Linked DNA regions of Sus scrofa: all the other regions are linked to region 1. Evidence: chromatin contacts called from public HiChIP or PLAC-seq and promoter capture Hi-C data. All regions are on one chromosome and are shown on one strand. The core of a region is the stretch at or near the end of the contact, and the rest is flanking DNA. Distances in the headings are between cores, read along the strand shown. Region 1 holds the start of MANF (mesencephalic astrocyte derived neurotrophic factor). Region 2 holds the start of RASSF1 (ras association domain-containing protein 1). Region 3 holds the start of TMEM115 (transmembrane protein 115). Region 4 holds the start of HEMK1 (hemK methyltransferase family member 1). Region 5 holds the start of MAPKAPK3 (mitogen-activated protein kinase-activated protein kinase 3).

Region 1 (2,717 bases), core at 79-2,578:
GTTAAAAGAAAAAAAAATTTTTTTGTGCTAGTGTCCCAAAAGGTATTTTACTGTATATATTGTGGTAGCATGTTCTAAATCTAACAAGTAATGTGAATTTTAGATGTAAATATCTGCCACTTGATTTCCCCCCTTCCCCTACTCCCTTGACTGCTGTGATGTGAATTAAAGATGAATACCTGATACTGACCCACTGAATTCACTGAATGGGAGCAGCCCAAGTGCCCCCCACCAACCCTTGTCGCTGGGCTCCAAGCCCCACTTAGTCCCATAGAAATCTCTTTTCTGCCCTGAGCACAGAAACAACCTTTCCCACGTCGTGCCTTCAAGGACAGGTAGCCCATCCCTGCACCAAAATATAGAGGAAGCAAAGAGAAAACCACCTCCACTGCTTGTCCGCCGACCCACAGAACCCTCCTAAGGAAGCGCCCTCGGCAGCCAGGGCCCCTCCTGAGCGGTCGGCTGGGAAGCTGGAGGAGGCGAGCCAGCCTCCTCGGGCAAGGCTCCGGAGCTAGTGAGGAAAGGGGGAGACTCTCCAGCGTCGGGGACAAACCTCCGAAGCCCCAGGCCTCCCCACTGTGAGACTGGATGCACCTGACCAAAAGCAAGCAACAAGCCCTGACCAGGGCGCCTCTCTCAGCTCCAGGACGGCCCAGAGTCCGTCTACCCCGGCCGGGGTCCTCCTGTCGGCCGTCCGAGGCGGGCTCCGGCCACCCCTGGACCAGGAGATAGGAGCCTGAGCGGCTAGGACAATTTGGATGCGGTCAGTGGGCCTCGCAGGCGCTCCCCGAAGACTGGTTCCCCTGCCCACGTGATCGTCTACGAAAAAAGAAACCTCTTCCGAGCCGACCGCCCTCCCCGCCCTGCTGGGTTGAGTCTGACCCCAGAACCCCTGACCAGCGTCACGAGTTGAGGCCCGGGAGGGAAGGTCCGTAGGGTTTTTTGGGCGGGCGCCAGGCCTAGAACACCGAATCTGTAGGGCAGTTCAACAGGCGCGGGGCAACAACCAAACGCCACCCTAATCCCCCGCCCTCCGCCTCAGCCACAGCCGCTGCCCCTAACCAAGATGGCGGTCCGAACCGCTTCCGCCGCTGACGCAGCCGCTTCCGGCGGGCCTCCCTGGTTCAATCAGCGGCCGACAACTGTCTAGGGCCGAGGGCGGGCGACGCCACCAGCCAATGGAGAAGGGCAGCGTGGAGCGGCCCGTCTGGGCTCCGAGGCGCGTGGACCAATGGGGGCGCGGTGTGTGGGAGGGTGCGGGGGCCGCCCGCCAATAGGGAGCTACGGCGCGCGGCCGGGACCTGGAGACAGCGCCGCGCAGCGGGCGCGGTTCAGTCGGGCGGCGGCGGTGGCGGCGGCGGGTGGTGGAGAATGTGGTTCACTCACGGGCTGGCAGTGGCGCTGGCTCTGAGCGTGCTGCCAGCAAGCCGGGCCCTACGGCCGGGCGACTGTGAAGGTGCGGCGGGGTCGGGATCCGCGCGCCGTGGCCGGCCTGGCGGCGGCGCTGACTCCAACCAAACCACGGAGCGGCCAGGATGCTGGGGCAGAAACGGGCGGGGGTGCCCCGGGAGGGCCGATGCCGGGCCTAGAAAACATTTCCTGGGCCTAAAAAACATTGGTTCGATGAGAAAAAAGTTGGGACTAAATCATACAGAAAACTTGGCTAGAAATTTAAATAATGCCGGAGTTGTGGTCCTTTCCCATCACTGGGCAGAGGCGCCCAGGAGCGGCCCTGGCCCGGGTCGGGAGTCCTGAGGCCGGGCAGTAGGCACCGCGCCTGGTCTGGTTGCGAAGCCGCACCTCGGGATTCGGCGTTGTATTTGGAAATGAGCAGCATTCGGATCTTTTTTTCTCTTGGGCCTCGAATTGTCCAATTGCGAGGTCACAGTGGGTCCATCTCAAGGACACGTGTTCAGTCTCTGCATAAACTTTATGGAAAAAGCGAGGAGGAGCCCTTTTGTGGGTCTTTGGGTGATGCTCTTTCCTTGCATGCTCCAGGTGTACCAGGGGACTTAGCAACTGGAGCGCGGTTCCTTCTACCTGTGGGCACCTGAGAAAATCCGGTGATGGAAGAACTCCTCTCTCCGTGTCACCTATTAAAATTGCGGATGGAGTTCCTTCCTGGTGGATTGGGGTGCAACTCCATGATTGCTGATCATCTTCCTTCCTTCTCTTTTCCAGTTTGTATTTCTTACCTGGGAAGATTTTATCAGGACCTCAAAGACAGAGATGTCACATTCTCACCAGCCTCTATTGAAAAAGAACTTACAAAGTTCTGCCGTGAAGCCAGAGGCAAAGAGAATCGGTTGGTGAGTAGCTGGCCCTGGCCAGTGTTGAACCTTTCCTTTCACAAGCCTTTCAGTAAAAGGCCCTGCCCACCTGCCTGTTCAGGTCACCTGTTCTGTCAGGGAACTAAGATAAGACTGAAGTGCTTTCTGTATTCTGCAGTTGTGATGTTATCCTCTTAGTATTGGTTAAACACCTACTGTGTGGTGGGCACTGGGAGTATCCGGGGAGAGAAATGACAGGCAAATGATGCGGTGGGATGAGTGTCATGAAGAAAATGGGCCAGGATGGTACAGTAGAGAGGGTAGGTGCTGATTTAGGCAATAATCAAGAATTCTTCTGAGAAAGGGTCACCATTGAGGTAAAGGAAGAGCATCCCAGGCAGAGGGAACAACCAGTATGAGTGCCCAGAGGCCAGAGCTATGTTGAGC
Region 2 (2,717 bases), core at 89-2,588, 830 kb before region 1:
CGCACCCACGGCATAGGGAAGTTCCTGGGCTAGGGGTCTAATTTGAGCTGCAGCTGCCGGCCTACACTACAGCCACAGCAATGCAGGATCTAGGCCACATCTTCGACGTATACCACAGCTCATGGCAATGCCGGATCCTTAACCCACTGAGCAAGACCAGGGATCGAACCCATGTCCTCATGGATACTAGTCAGATGAGATACCGCTGAGCCACAAGGAGAACTTCAACAAAAACTCTTGCTTGCAGGGGGCCTACCCAAGGGTCTAACTTTTTCAAGGCCTTCTCCCATTGTCGGGTAAATTCTCTTCACCCCAGGAATTCTGGAGGGGGACTTGGTGAGTGAATCTTTGTAAGGGGCAGGTGTGGGAATATGAACTCAAAGACTGGTGGGTACAAAGCCTTTTTCAAGAAGGATCAAGGCACTTTTTAAACTTGAAAGCAGCACCTTGTTATTCACAGGCAACCACTGCTGCCTATGTCCCATATGCAGGTGGCACGCTTGTAAGATATCAAGGTTATAACCCATCTGCCTGCACTGTCTTAGGCTATTTGGCAAAAGTAAACTACCTGGTCTGTGGTCCCCACTGACCCCCTCCGTAGCAACTTGGCCTTCAGCTTGGCCACCCGTTTCACTCTCGCCAATGCCCCGGGCGCTACTCACGTGCGCACTGCAGGCCCTTGCGCACGACGCCCCAGATGAAGTCACCACAGAGGTCGCACCACGTGTGCGTGGCGGGCCCCGCAGGCTGGAAGCGGTGGCCTCGGCCCGGGACCAGCTGCCTTGCGTTGTTGCGCGCTGTGCCCGGAGCAATGCGCAGCGCGTTGGCACGCTCCAGCCGGGTGCGGACCGGGGCGGCGCACCGAGCGGGTGCCAGTTCCCGCAGCTCAATGAGCTCGGGCTCAGCGGACATGTCCCGGTCCGGCCGGGACTCCTGCTGGCTCTGGGCGCCGAGCGAGCTCCCGACGGGCGGGGCCGCGGGGCGGGCCCCCGATGCGGCGCCGCCTCCGGGGTTCAGGCAGAGCGGCGGGAGAGCAAAAGAGCGCGGCGCCAGGGATACCCAGCACCCAGGCTGCGTCTGCCCTCCCGCAGGAGAAGTGGAGCCCGGAGGGCGCTGCACGGGTGCTGCTGTCGCGGAGTCCCCGCCCTCCTACCTCCCTTCATCCCTCGAGCTACTCCCCTCCCCCTAACAACCACGACGACCACGCGGAAAACAGGCGTCTTTATGGAAACCAGCTTTACTTTACTTACTGAAGGAAGAGGGTCCCCACATCCGGTTCTCACCCCCACAACCCCGCCCAGGGCCTCTCTCCCCAGCTTGCTGAGGCTGCACCCTAAGCCGGGTGGGGCAGGAAGTGGGGATGGCTTTGCTGGGGAAGATGGGTCAGCAGCACTTCCCTCCTGCTGTCTTCCTCATCTGGGAGGCTGGGGCACTTGCAGAGGCCAGGCCGAGATCCAGAGGTTCAGGGGTACACTCTAGTGGATTGTATGGCATGGTGGTTGGCCCTCAGCAGCTGCATCCTTCACTTGGCTCTGTCACCTTGGGCTGCCACAACACAAGACTTTCCATGTTTTTCCCAGTGCTTGACTTGGCACTCCCTGCAGGCAAGTGGGCCAGTAAAGATTCAGTGTTTGTGAGGGGTATGGAAGTGGGATTTAGGGATCCAAGATCCTAGGATACCCTCACCTGCAGCAGTACCACTCATTCTGGCATCGTGAGCAGCGCTTGGAGGCCTCTGCACTGCAGTAAGCACAGCGGGGTCGCTCTGGAGCCACTGCCTCCAGCACGTCCAGTCTGTAGGTCTCAGCCCACCTGGGAAAAGGGTCAGAAGGACTTGACTGGACCTGTGGGTGGGGGGACAGGAGCAGCCCTGCCCACATCCATGCCTTCTGCATCTCTTCCACCCCTTCCAGCAGGCCTCACCTTTGTGCTTGCAGCCTCAGGTCCTGCTCTGAGGTGCTGAATATATGCTGCAGCTGGTGCTTGGCAATAGCCTGCCACTTGCCTTTGTTCTCTTGCTCTAGCCGCTCCCAGATTTCTGGGATCTGGGGAAGAGAAATGGAGAGTAGCAGGGAGGAGCTGGCAAAGTGGGCAGTGGTCCCGAGCAACTAACTTTCTAGTGCCTACCTGTTCCAACACCAGGTCTTTCTTAGGGGGCTGGGCTTCGGCCAGGGCCAGGTGGGCTAGGAAACCCTGCAGGTCTGCCAGGTTGGGCATCTGGTCCAGCAGCGTGTCTGTGAGGAATGCCTGAAGCTGCAAGGGTTTCCAGGGAGGCCAGTGTGAAGCAGTGCTGACCAGAAGGTCAAGGAACAGAGAGACCCTGGGCTGGGTTGGACTAAGGATGCCCGTGGGACCCACATCCCATTAGCTTCTGTGTGTGTCACCTGAGGCCCAAGTTCTGGAGAGAGGCCTAGGGTTGAGGCAGGTGGGTAAAAATAAACAGGGGTGGGGTGGGGCAGGGCTAGGGGGCTGTGGGGCTGATATGGGAGGAGTTCCTACCTTGAGTAGCTGTCCTTTAGCAAAGCTGGTGAGGCAATAGTGGGCTCGGGCCTCGGGGCTTAGCAGCAGGTTGTACAGGGCAATCCACACCTGCCCATCCAACTTGCTCAGTTTTTGCTGCTCTGATGGGGGCACTGTCTGCCAACGGCCACTCTCAAATTGCTGCAGCTTGCCTGGGGAGAGGAACCAGCATACTGGGTACAAACATCGCATGCTCT
Region 3 (2,717 bases), core at 106-2,605, 820 kb before region 1:
GGAGGCTGATGGTGATGGAGGATGGTGCGCCCACATCATAGCGCTTCACTGTCTTCTGGCATATCTTTACCTTCACCAGGAGGCCATGTACCAAGTTTGCCAACAGCCCCACCACAGGCTGCAGGATCTCAGGGAAGAAGGTGGCGAAAGCAAAGTGGTCGGCCATGTCTCCTCGGCCTCGGCTATGGCGCTGGTAGAAGCGAAGATACACCCAACTGGAGAGCAGCCCAAAGCCATAGGAGGCCAGCGCTGGGCTCTGGAGTAGTGTGGCCAGCCGCAGCAGCAACAGCAGCCCCAACAGCAGCATGGGCACCACACTGACACGAACCTGGGGCACTCGGAGCACCACACAGTCCCCCATGGTTTGCTTGAGTGCCACCAAGACACCACCTAGGAAGCCCAGGGAGCCGTGGATGCGGATAGTAAAAAGGTACACCAAGTTGAAGGAAGCCATGTAGGTGAGGAGGTAGGCGAAGGCCCCCAGCAGCCCCACAGATACGTTCACCACTGAGAAGAAGATGAGCAGCTCCAAGGCCCCCCAGAGGGGCTCCAGCAAACGTCCAGCTACCACCACTGTGGCCAGGCTAATGGCCACATCCCACACATGCTGTTCCATCAGCCCATGGGTGGCCAGGGTCCAGATCCAGAAGTTGGGTGGAAAGAGATAGCCTGGGGTGACAGCCAGGCAGCTCGTGTCCACGGCAAAGGACAGCAGGTAGAGGAATAGTACAGCAACGCACAGAGCCTTCACCACCACGCTGGCGCTGGCCAGGATGGCCCCCAAGTGTTGGCGGGCGCCCGGTAAGGCGCGCTGCATCTTCCCAGCTGGCTTCGGCCTGAGGGAAGGGTTTAGTGGGCTAGGGGCCTCCCCGGGGCCTCGTCCAAGTCCGGCCCCGACGGGAGGCCCGGGCCCGGCCTAGTCAATGGCCTATGGCCCGGGTGAAATCTCCACTTCCGGTCAGGTCGACTCCGGTCATAAACGGCAGAGCCGGGCCTGGTCGCCGGACCGGGGACTAGGCCCTTAGCAGGGGATCTGAGGGAAGGCCCTGGGTAGCTTCTGCACGCCCGCCTGGTCTCCCTGCAGGCCCCACGCCACACCAACGGGTCTGGACGTGATCTTAGGGCTCGATCTCCTCCATCCACTCTGGGATCCTACGGTCCGCGCGGCACTGGAGCCTAGTTCTGGGCCGGAGTCAAGTCTGATCAGTCCCGCCTCGGCCTGGGTCTCGGTTTCGACTCTACCTCCTCCCTTCTCAAGCGCCGACAAACAGGGGCGCTGCGCCTGCGCGCCCCGGGCGGCGGCAGGATGCCCTCTGAGCGTCGGCCTTGCGGCTCCACTGCATGCTGGGATAAGGAGTCCTGGGCCGGAGCCGGAACCAGCGGAAATCAGGATTCCGGGTAGAACACGTCCCAGGAGGCTGTGCGTCGGGCTGTTCCTGTTGGTGGTGAGAAAAGCGTGTGCTTGGGAGTTGTAGTTCCCAGGACCGTTTCTGCCAGATCTCTGGACGTGGGGGAAGGTGCACTAGCGTCGCTAACCTTGAGAGAGCGGCGAATACCAGCGGCAGCACAACCTCAGGTCACACACTTGATGAATTTCCCATGAGGAGTGGCTCAGTGTATGCCTGTACACCTGGGTGGGTGTCTCCTTGCGGGCAGGTATGTGGGTAAGAATGTTGGATGATCCAGTGGGCGCGAACTCCAGGAATTAAGGCGGTCTGCTGTATGCCTGATTCAGGTTGGAATTCTTGCTTTGCTCTTTGGCGGCTGTGTGACATTGGCCAAATTCCTGAACTTTGTTGAAGATCAGTTTCATGGACAGGAAAATGGAGATGATGACTGTACTTACTGTGAGGATCCAAGGGGACTGGGCTGTAAAATGCCAGTCTACTCTGGGCGCTCAGTGAGGGTGTTGCCCTGGCTGCCCTTGTTACAAATGAGGTGGAGCCAGTACTTGAACTAAGGCCTCCAGTCCCCAAATGGGTGATGTTGGGCCACTCTCAGTGGCTCTCCTCCCCACCACAGACAATCGCTGACCATCATGAAGAGAGGTCTCTCCACAAACTTGAGTCAGGCTGGCCTGGGGCCCCCACTTCAGTGCAATGGTGGCTTCAGGCAGGTTGTGTCCTGTGCAAATTGATTTTTTTTTTTTTATATTGAGTTACATTTTAAACAGTTGTAAAATAAAGTACATTTATGAAGTGCAGAATCCCTTCCTTTCCACCACTGATCTCAGTTCAGCTGCCATTGTGCATAGCCTACCAGGTTACAAAAGGTGTTGCTGTCCTTTATCTTTGGCATCCCACTGGATGCTGCCCCAGTGTAGGATTGCCAGATTGAGCAAATCAAGAGGGCACTCAGTTAAATTTGAATTTCAGGTAAACAATTTTTTCAGTATAAGCGCGACCCCAGTTTTTAGCATTGCTTTGTCCCATGCAGTGTTGGTAACATACTAAATATTTGTTGATTATCTGAAATAACAAATTTGACTGGATGTTTAGTATTTTATATGACAAGTCTACTCCAGGATTTTTGGGACTGCTGCAGAGCATGGGAGCTGTCCAGAGGTTGCTAGTTAGGCTTTGCTCTGTGGCCTGCTCTTGTGGAGTGAGGAAAGGTGTCTTCACTAAGGCCTGGAATGCCATCTTTCATTTATTTACCATCCAAGTTCCCCCAGCCATAGGCCACTTCCTTTCTGAAAACTTTACTGGTTTCTTGCT
Region 4 (2,717 bases), core at 146-2,645, 610 kb before region 1:
GAGCAGCCTCGCGGGTCTGCGACGTTCCAGCTCCTCTCCTCCCTGCCAGCTCCGAGTCCCCTGCCCCGGATTGGCTGTTAAGCCCAGAGCCCGCCCTGCATTGGCCCGCTGGCCTGTCACTTGGATCTGGCTCTGCCCCCAGCAGGAGCGGGAGCCGGGTCAAGGTTCTTGGAGACCACTCCTCACTCCCCGAGGCCTATGCAAGAGTTGGGCGGGGGATGATGCTTGGCCGGGCCCTTTCTAGGGGCCAGAACTCTGGCCTCCGGCTAGCCTGGGCTCCACCTCCGCCAAGACAGACTTGCGCTTCCCAAACGCAGGTGGACGCAGGTTTGGGGAGAGCACTAGACTAGGATCCTTGAGCCTATATTGAACTCTGGATCGACCCTCCATTAGCTTGGCGACCTAGAGCAAGATGTTCTCCTCCCTCGGTCTCAGTTTCCTGTTCACGTGGGCTCTGGTGTGTGGGCTCTTGGTAAAGGACACCTACCCTGGTCTAGAAATGATTCATCTTCAGAGAAGTTGGAGACGGGTTGGAATTATTACTGCAGTGGTATTATTGGGCACTTGGAACCAAGCAAGCCCACAGACATCCCTCCATCCGGAGCACGAACACCTCTGGAGAGGAGCCTTCAGATACTTTCTAATCCTCAGGTTTTCAAAGGAGTTTATGGGGATCAGGGGTCTGGGATGGAGTTCGGGGAAACTGCATGTTTAATAGTAGTTTAGTTAACCGTGAGGTAGGTAACAATAGATTCCGGGGCGAGGGGTTGGCACTGGCAGGCCATATTTTGCAGGACACTGCCATGAATTTTATAAAAGCAACTGAGGCCCACAGATGGGCACCTGGACAAAGCCTCGAGACGAGTCAGGATTCTAATCCTAGTCTCCTACTTCCAGTTTCCCTGCTCCAAACCCTAAAACGGGAACTAGAGGGTTAAAAGCAGCCCTTGAGCCCAGGCGCCACCTGGACCGCAGGTCCTGGACACCCAGTCCCGCTCCTTAAATTAGTACCCGCCCCCAGTGCTGGGACCCTCCCACGAGCCCCTCTACTCTCTCGCCGGCTTCTTTAGACCACGCTCCTGAGCATCGCGCCCCAATTCTCGAACCCTGGGCTGGCTGGTGACACGCCTCCATTTGGGCTGGCTACACATCGCACGGATGGGTAGCCAAACGCCAGCTCGGAGCAGTTACTGAGGCCAGAGTCATATCCCTGCTATGACCTTTAGGAAGACTGGCTGGTCCAGGCCCCCGGGGAACGACCCTATACACTACCAAGCACTTTCTGACGGGGGGCGCCGGCGGGCGTTTTTGGGCGTCGCGTTCAAATCCTGCCCCACTGGCCCGCCTCGCCTTCTGAGGTGGAACCTAGAGGCGCTAGGAACCCTAAAGCTGGACTGCGGGGTCCACCCGAGCCCTTTCCCAACCGCTCCAACCCCGGAAGCAGAGCCTTGGAGGGCGCTCACCGCGCGTTACTCACATCCGGGCGCCGAACCCGCGGTAGTTTCTTTAGGCTGGAGGGCGAGTAGGGTGGTAACTCAGGCAGGTATGAGCAGCACTCTCCCGACCTACCCTCCTCCCCTTATCCCGTTGTACAAATGGAGAGGTAGACTTGCGGAGAGGCGACCTCTTCGTGCGGACCTGAGGGGGCAGCTGCGCCCTTGATTTCAAGCCTCAGCTTTTTCCTGGGCAGCGCTGTGGCAGACAGAGCCGCTCCTGGAGTTCGAAGGACTTGTGTCTTACGTGGGACAGTTCCTAGCTTTGGGCAGGTTGCTTCCCGTCTCCGAGTCTCCTTTTCCTCTCTGTTTGTCTCTGAAGATGTGGCACTTAGCAGGTATTCAGTTAAGGCTAGTTTGAACCTTGATCTCTGTAAGAGGAAAGAAGACCACTGATTTTAAACCTGAAGTTAAATTTGTTTGTGATAACTTAAATATGAAATTAACAAAAATTATCACTTTTTTAGCTGAGTTTATGCTGATGATTAGGACTATGGATTAAATTGGGAGTGTGACCAGAACTCAGCCTTTGTGCATCCACACTGAATTGAATCTCTGAGGCAGAGTTTTGGATGAAGGAGAAAAGAATAGCCTTATTGCTTTTCCGGGCAAAGGGGGACACAGCAGAGTAATTCCCTCAAAACTTCCCAAACCAGGGGGGATTTGGGGAGGAGTTTTTTTTTTAATATGTATTTATTATTAATTTTTTAATGTCTGCACCCACGACATTTGGAAGTTCCTGGGCCAGACATTGAATCTGATTAGTTTCAACCTGCACCACAGCTACGGCCTGCTGGATCCTTTAACCCACTCTGCCTGGCTGAGGATCAAACCCAAGCCTCTGCAGCAACCAGAGCCACTTTAGTTGGATTCCTAACCCACTGTGCCACATCAGGAACTCCTGGTCAGGAGTTTTACAGCAGAGATTTTGTGGATGAGCTCGGTTTCTTGGAGGGGGCAGATTTTTAGCATACAAATCAAGGACAGTACATGTAAAATGTCAAAAGCAGAGCTCCCAAGCAAAGATGGTCTCTTGCTCCTAGTAATATTAGTTAAGAGCATGTAATGTTGGAGTTCCCGTTGTGGCGCAGCAGAAACGAATCCGACTAGAATCCATAAGGATGCGGGTTTGATCCCTGGCCTTGCTCAGTGGGTTAAGGATCCGGTGTTGCTGTGAGCTCTGGTGTAGGTCACAGACACAGCTCAGATCCCTCATTGCTGTGG
Region 5 (2,717 bases), core at 145-2,644, 560 kb before region 1:
ATGGCCATCATTAATAAGCCCACAAATAACAAGTGCTGGAGGGGTTGTGGAGAAAAGGGAACCCTCCTGCACTCTTGGTGGGAATGTAAACTGGCACAGCCACTATGGAGAACAGTTTGGAGATACCTTAGAAATCTATCCATAGAACTTCCATATGACCCCGCAATCCCACTCTTGGGCATCTATCCGGACAAAACTCTACTTGAAAGAGACACATGCACCCGCATGTTCATTGCAGCACTATTCACAATAGCCAGGACATGGAAACAACCCAAATGTCCATCGACAGATGATTGGATTCGGAAGGTGTGGTATATATACACAATGGAATACTACTCAGCCATAAAAAAGAATGATGACATAATGCCATTTGCAGCAACATGGATGGAGCTAGAGAATCTCATCCTGAGTGAAATGAGCCAGAAAGACAAAGACAAATGCCATATGATATCACTTATAACTGGAATCTAATATCCAGCACAAATGAACATCTCAGAAAAGAAAATCATGGACTTGGAGAAGAGACTTGTGGTTGCCTGATGGGAGGGGGAGGGAGTGGGAGGGATCGGGAGATTGGGCTTATCAGACACAACTTAGAATAGATTTACAAGGAGATCCTGCTGAATAGCTTTGAGAACTTTGTCTAGATACTCATGTTGCAACAGAAGAAAGGGTGGGGGAAAAATGTAATGTATACATGTAAGGATAACCTGACCCCCTTGCTGTACAGTGGGGAAAAAAAAAAAAGAATATCTGTCACTGGGGTGGGAGAAGACTTTTAAAACACAACACCCTAAGCTCAAACCATAAGATGAAAAGTTGATCCATCTGACCAAATGGGAATTTAGGATTTCTGGTCTTAGGATACTGAATCCCAAGAGAATATGAGCAGGAGATGGACGGTAGGGAAGAGATGGCCAGAACCACTAGGAACTAGAGAGACGCGAATCACAACAAAATTCCATTTCACTTGGCATGTTGGCAAAAATTAGTACTTTAGGTAGGTGGCGGTGGGCCACCGCTAAGGAAATCGCAAGCTTTACAAATTATTCTGGAAGGTCTCAGGGCAGAGTGCAGAGAAAACACCCCACTAAAGGGGCTCCCTGAGTCTCCGAGAGAAACAAGACTTCCTATGCTGCCACTTCTTTGGTGGCTGGTAAAATTCGAGGCTCAAACAACCCACGCAGAACCTCGCTCTCTAGAGCTGGGGTCTACCGGGCCACTGGCGGAGCCTCGGTGGTTTCCGCCCCCTCGAGAAGCCACGCCCCCTATTGCTGCCGCTGCTCTGGGCGGGCCCCGCCGGGCCCCGCCCAATCCTGCCAAGGGCCTCCTGGCCCTTTAAGGCTGACCGAGCCCGGCCTCTAGTCTGGGACGCGTGGGGGAGGGGGGCGGTCACATGGGCCGACGGCTGCGCGGCTCCGCTCCGGGCTCCCGCGGCCGCTGGCTCCGGCTACTGCCGCCCCTACCTCTTACCGGCCCTGCAGCCGGGTGTACTGCCAGGTACGCCCTCGCCAGGTACACTTTCCCTGGGCCCCCTCCACCTCCCACTCCCGGGACCTCGCGGCCCTTTCCCTTCTAGATGGGTGGCCGGGCGGGACTCTCCTGTGCCCCGCTGCGCGACCACCGCCCCCCTGCCGCGTCTCCGTACACTCCAGCAGTTCGCCTGGCATTCCCAGCCCTGTCCCTGGCCCAAAACCCAGTGTGGTTCAGGGGCTCCAAGGCTGGGGTATATTGAAGTAATCTGAGCGGAACTCACTCTTCCTTTCTTCCCCAAGTGGCCTTGGACACGCCAGGCTGGGGCCGCCTCTGAGCGCCCCGCGGGGGCCATGGATGTCGAGACAGCAGAGGATCAGGGGGGCCCTGCGCCCCCGCCAGGTGCACCCTGCGGAACTTGCTTAGCAGGCGCTCCGGCCCTCGGGGGGCGGCGCGAGCCCAAGAAGTACGCAGTGACCGACGACTACCAGTTGTCCAAGCAGGTGCTGGGCTTGGGTGTGAACGGCAAGGTGCTGGAATGTTTCCATCGGCGCACTGGGCAGAAATGTGCCCTGAAGGTCAGTGACCCTTCACTGCCGTGTGGGTGACCCAGAGGGCCCAGCAGCAGAGACCTGTGGCCTCGGGGCCTCTGTTAAGCTTCTTATGCTCAGCATCTTCTTCCGCCCTCTTACTACCCGGTAAGGACAGGCTCCTGGTCCTCCCTTCTTTACAGTTGGGGAAACTGAGGCTAGGCCTAGGGTGTCCTGTGCCAGGGAGCAAGGGGGTGGAGTCAGTATGCGTACAGCCTGCTGTACCCGGAAGCAGGGAAGGAGTGGCTCCTGACTCTGGGTTTCTGACTGGGCCCAAGGAGGGCCTTCATTCAGCTTGGCTGCTCCTTCCCTGAGAAGCTCTTCTGACTGGAATGGGTCTAAGTTTCTTTCTACCTGAGAATGAGTCCCTGTGAAAGCTTGAAGTGGGGCTGCATTCTCCTGTGGCCCCTGCCTGCCTGGGCTCCTGGGTGGGAGCCTCCCAGGGCTGACTGGTGGGCAAGGATGACACCCATCACACCTGTGGGCAGGAGCTGCTGATGGGCTTCAGCTGAGTCACCAGACCCATGTTGAAAGGGGCAGGTCCTATCCAAGTCTGACCCACCTTGTTTCCTGGGCAGAGGGCAAGCCAGCCAGCTAGCCACATCACACCAGAGGCTCCTTATAGGCCTAGCTGAGATCTCAGTGATACAGGTG

What was found. Promoter capture Hi-C pulls out the DNA fragments that hold promoters and counts their contacts. HiChIP or PLAC-seq counts read pairs in DNA pulled down with a chosen protein or histone mark.
Region 2: a contact with region 1 is called in an H3K27ac HiChIP or PLAC-seq map of alveolar macrophages. The contact joins the promoter of RASSF1 here to the promoter of MANF in region 1. A contact is called at or near these places in 1 of 5 promoter capture datasets (liver), 4 of 47 Hi-C or Micro-C datasets (embryonic fibroblasts and liver) and 1 of 2 datasets of contacts at active chromatin or transcription factors (alveolar macrophages).
Region 3: a promoter capture Hi-C map of liver shows a contact between it and region 1, with 10 times the contacts expected there. The contact joins the promoter of TMEM115 here to the promoter of MANF in region 1. A contact is called at or near these places in 2 of 5 promoter capture datasets (fetal skeletal muscle and liver), 8 of 47 Hi-C or Micro-C datasets (embryonic fibroblasts, heart right ventricle, liver and 1 more) and 2 of 2 datasets of contacts at active chromatin or transcription factors (alveolar macrophages and skeletal muscle).
Region 4: a contact with region 1 is called in a promoter capture Hi-C map of fetal liver, with 4 times the contacts expected there. The contact joins the promoter of HEMK1 here to the promoter of MANF in region 1. A contact is called at or near these places in 3 of 5 promoter capture datasets (fetal liver, fetal skeletal muscle and liver), 18 of 47 Hi-C or Micro-C datasets (alveolar macrophages, brain, embryonic fibroblasts and 12 more) and 2 of 2 datasets of contacts at active chromatin or transcription factors (alveolar macrophages and skeletal muscle).
Region 5: an H3K27ac HiChIP or PLAC-seq map of alveolar macrophages shows a contact between it and region 1. The contact joins the promoter of MAPKAPK3 here to the promoter of MANF in region 1. A contact is called at or near these places in 4 of 5 promoter capture datasets (fetal liver, fetal skeletal muscle, liver and 1 more), 17 of 47 Hi-C or Micro-C datasets (adipocytes, alveolar macrophages, embryonic fibroblasts and 11 more) and 2 of 2 datasets of contacts at active chromatin or transcription factors (alveolar macrophages and skeletal muscle).

Annotation. Positions count from the first base shown.
Region 1 is chr13:33,656,951-33,659,667 of Sscrofa11.1, forward strand. MANF (mesencephalic astrocyte derived neurotrophic factor) reads left to right here and starts at 1,329. Exons shown (of 4, transcript NM_001244655.1): 1 at 1,329-1,456; 2 at 2,182-2,309. The coding sequence starts at 1,372. DOCK3 (dedicator of cytokinesis protein 3) reads left to right here. Exons shown (of 55, transcript XM_021068838.1): 55 at 1-183.
Region 2 is chr13:32,824,148-32,826,864 of Sscrofa11.1, forward strand. It overlaps RASSF1 (ras association domain-containing protein 1), which reads right to left and starts at 1,339. Exons shown (of 6, transcript XM_021068824.1): 1 at 1,251-1,339. The coding sequence starts at 1,272. ZMYND10 (zinc finger MYND domain-containing protein 10) reads right to left here. Exons shown (of 12, transcript XM_021068822.1): 8 at 2,500-2,672; 9 at 2,128-2,253; 10 at 1,924-2,045; 11 at 1,687-1,812; 12 at 1,251-1,598. The coding sequence ends at 1,523.
Region 3 is chr13:32,841,567-32,844,283 of Sscrofa11.1, forward strand. TMEM115 (transmembrane protein 115) reads right to left here and starts at 1,356. Exons shown (of 2, transcript XM_003132227.6): 1 at 1-1,356. The coding sequence starts at 817.
Region 4 is chr13:33,045,645-33,048,361 of Sscrofa11.1, forward strand. HEMK1 (hemK methyltransferase family member 1) reads left to right here and starts at 1,396. Exons shown (of 11, transcript XM_021068829.1): 1 at 1,396-1,543. C13H3orf18 reads right to left here and starts at 51. Exons shown (of 5, transcript XM_003132231.4): 1 at 1-51.
Region 5 is chr13:33,096,014-33,098,730 of Sscrofa11.1, forward strand. MAPKAPK3 (mitogen-activated protein kinase-activated protein kinase 3) reads left to right here and starts at 1,395. Exons shown (of 11, transcript NM_001143717.1): 1 at 1,395-1,500; 2 at 1,776-2,051. The coding sequence starts at 1,827.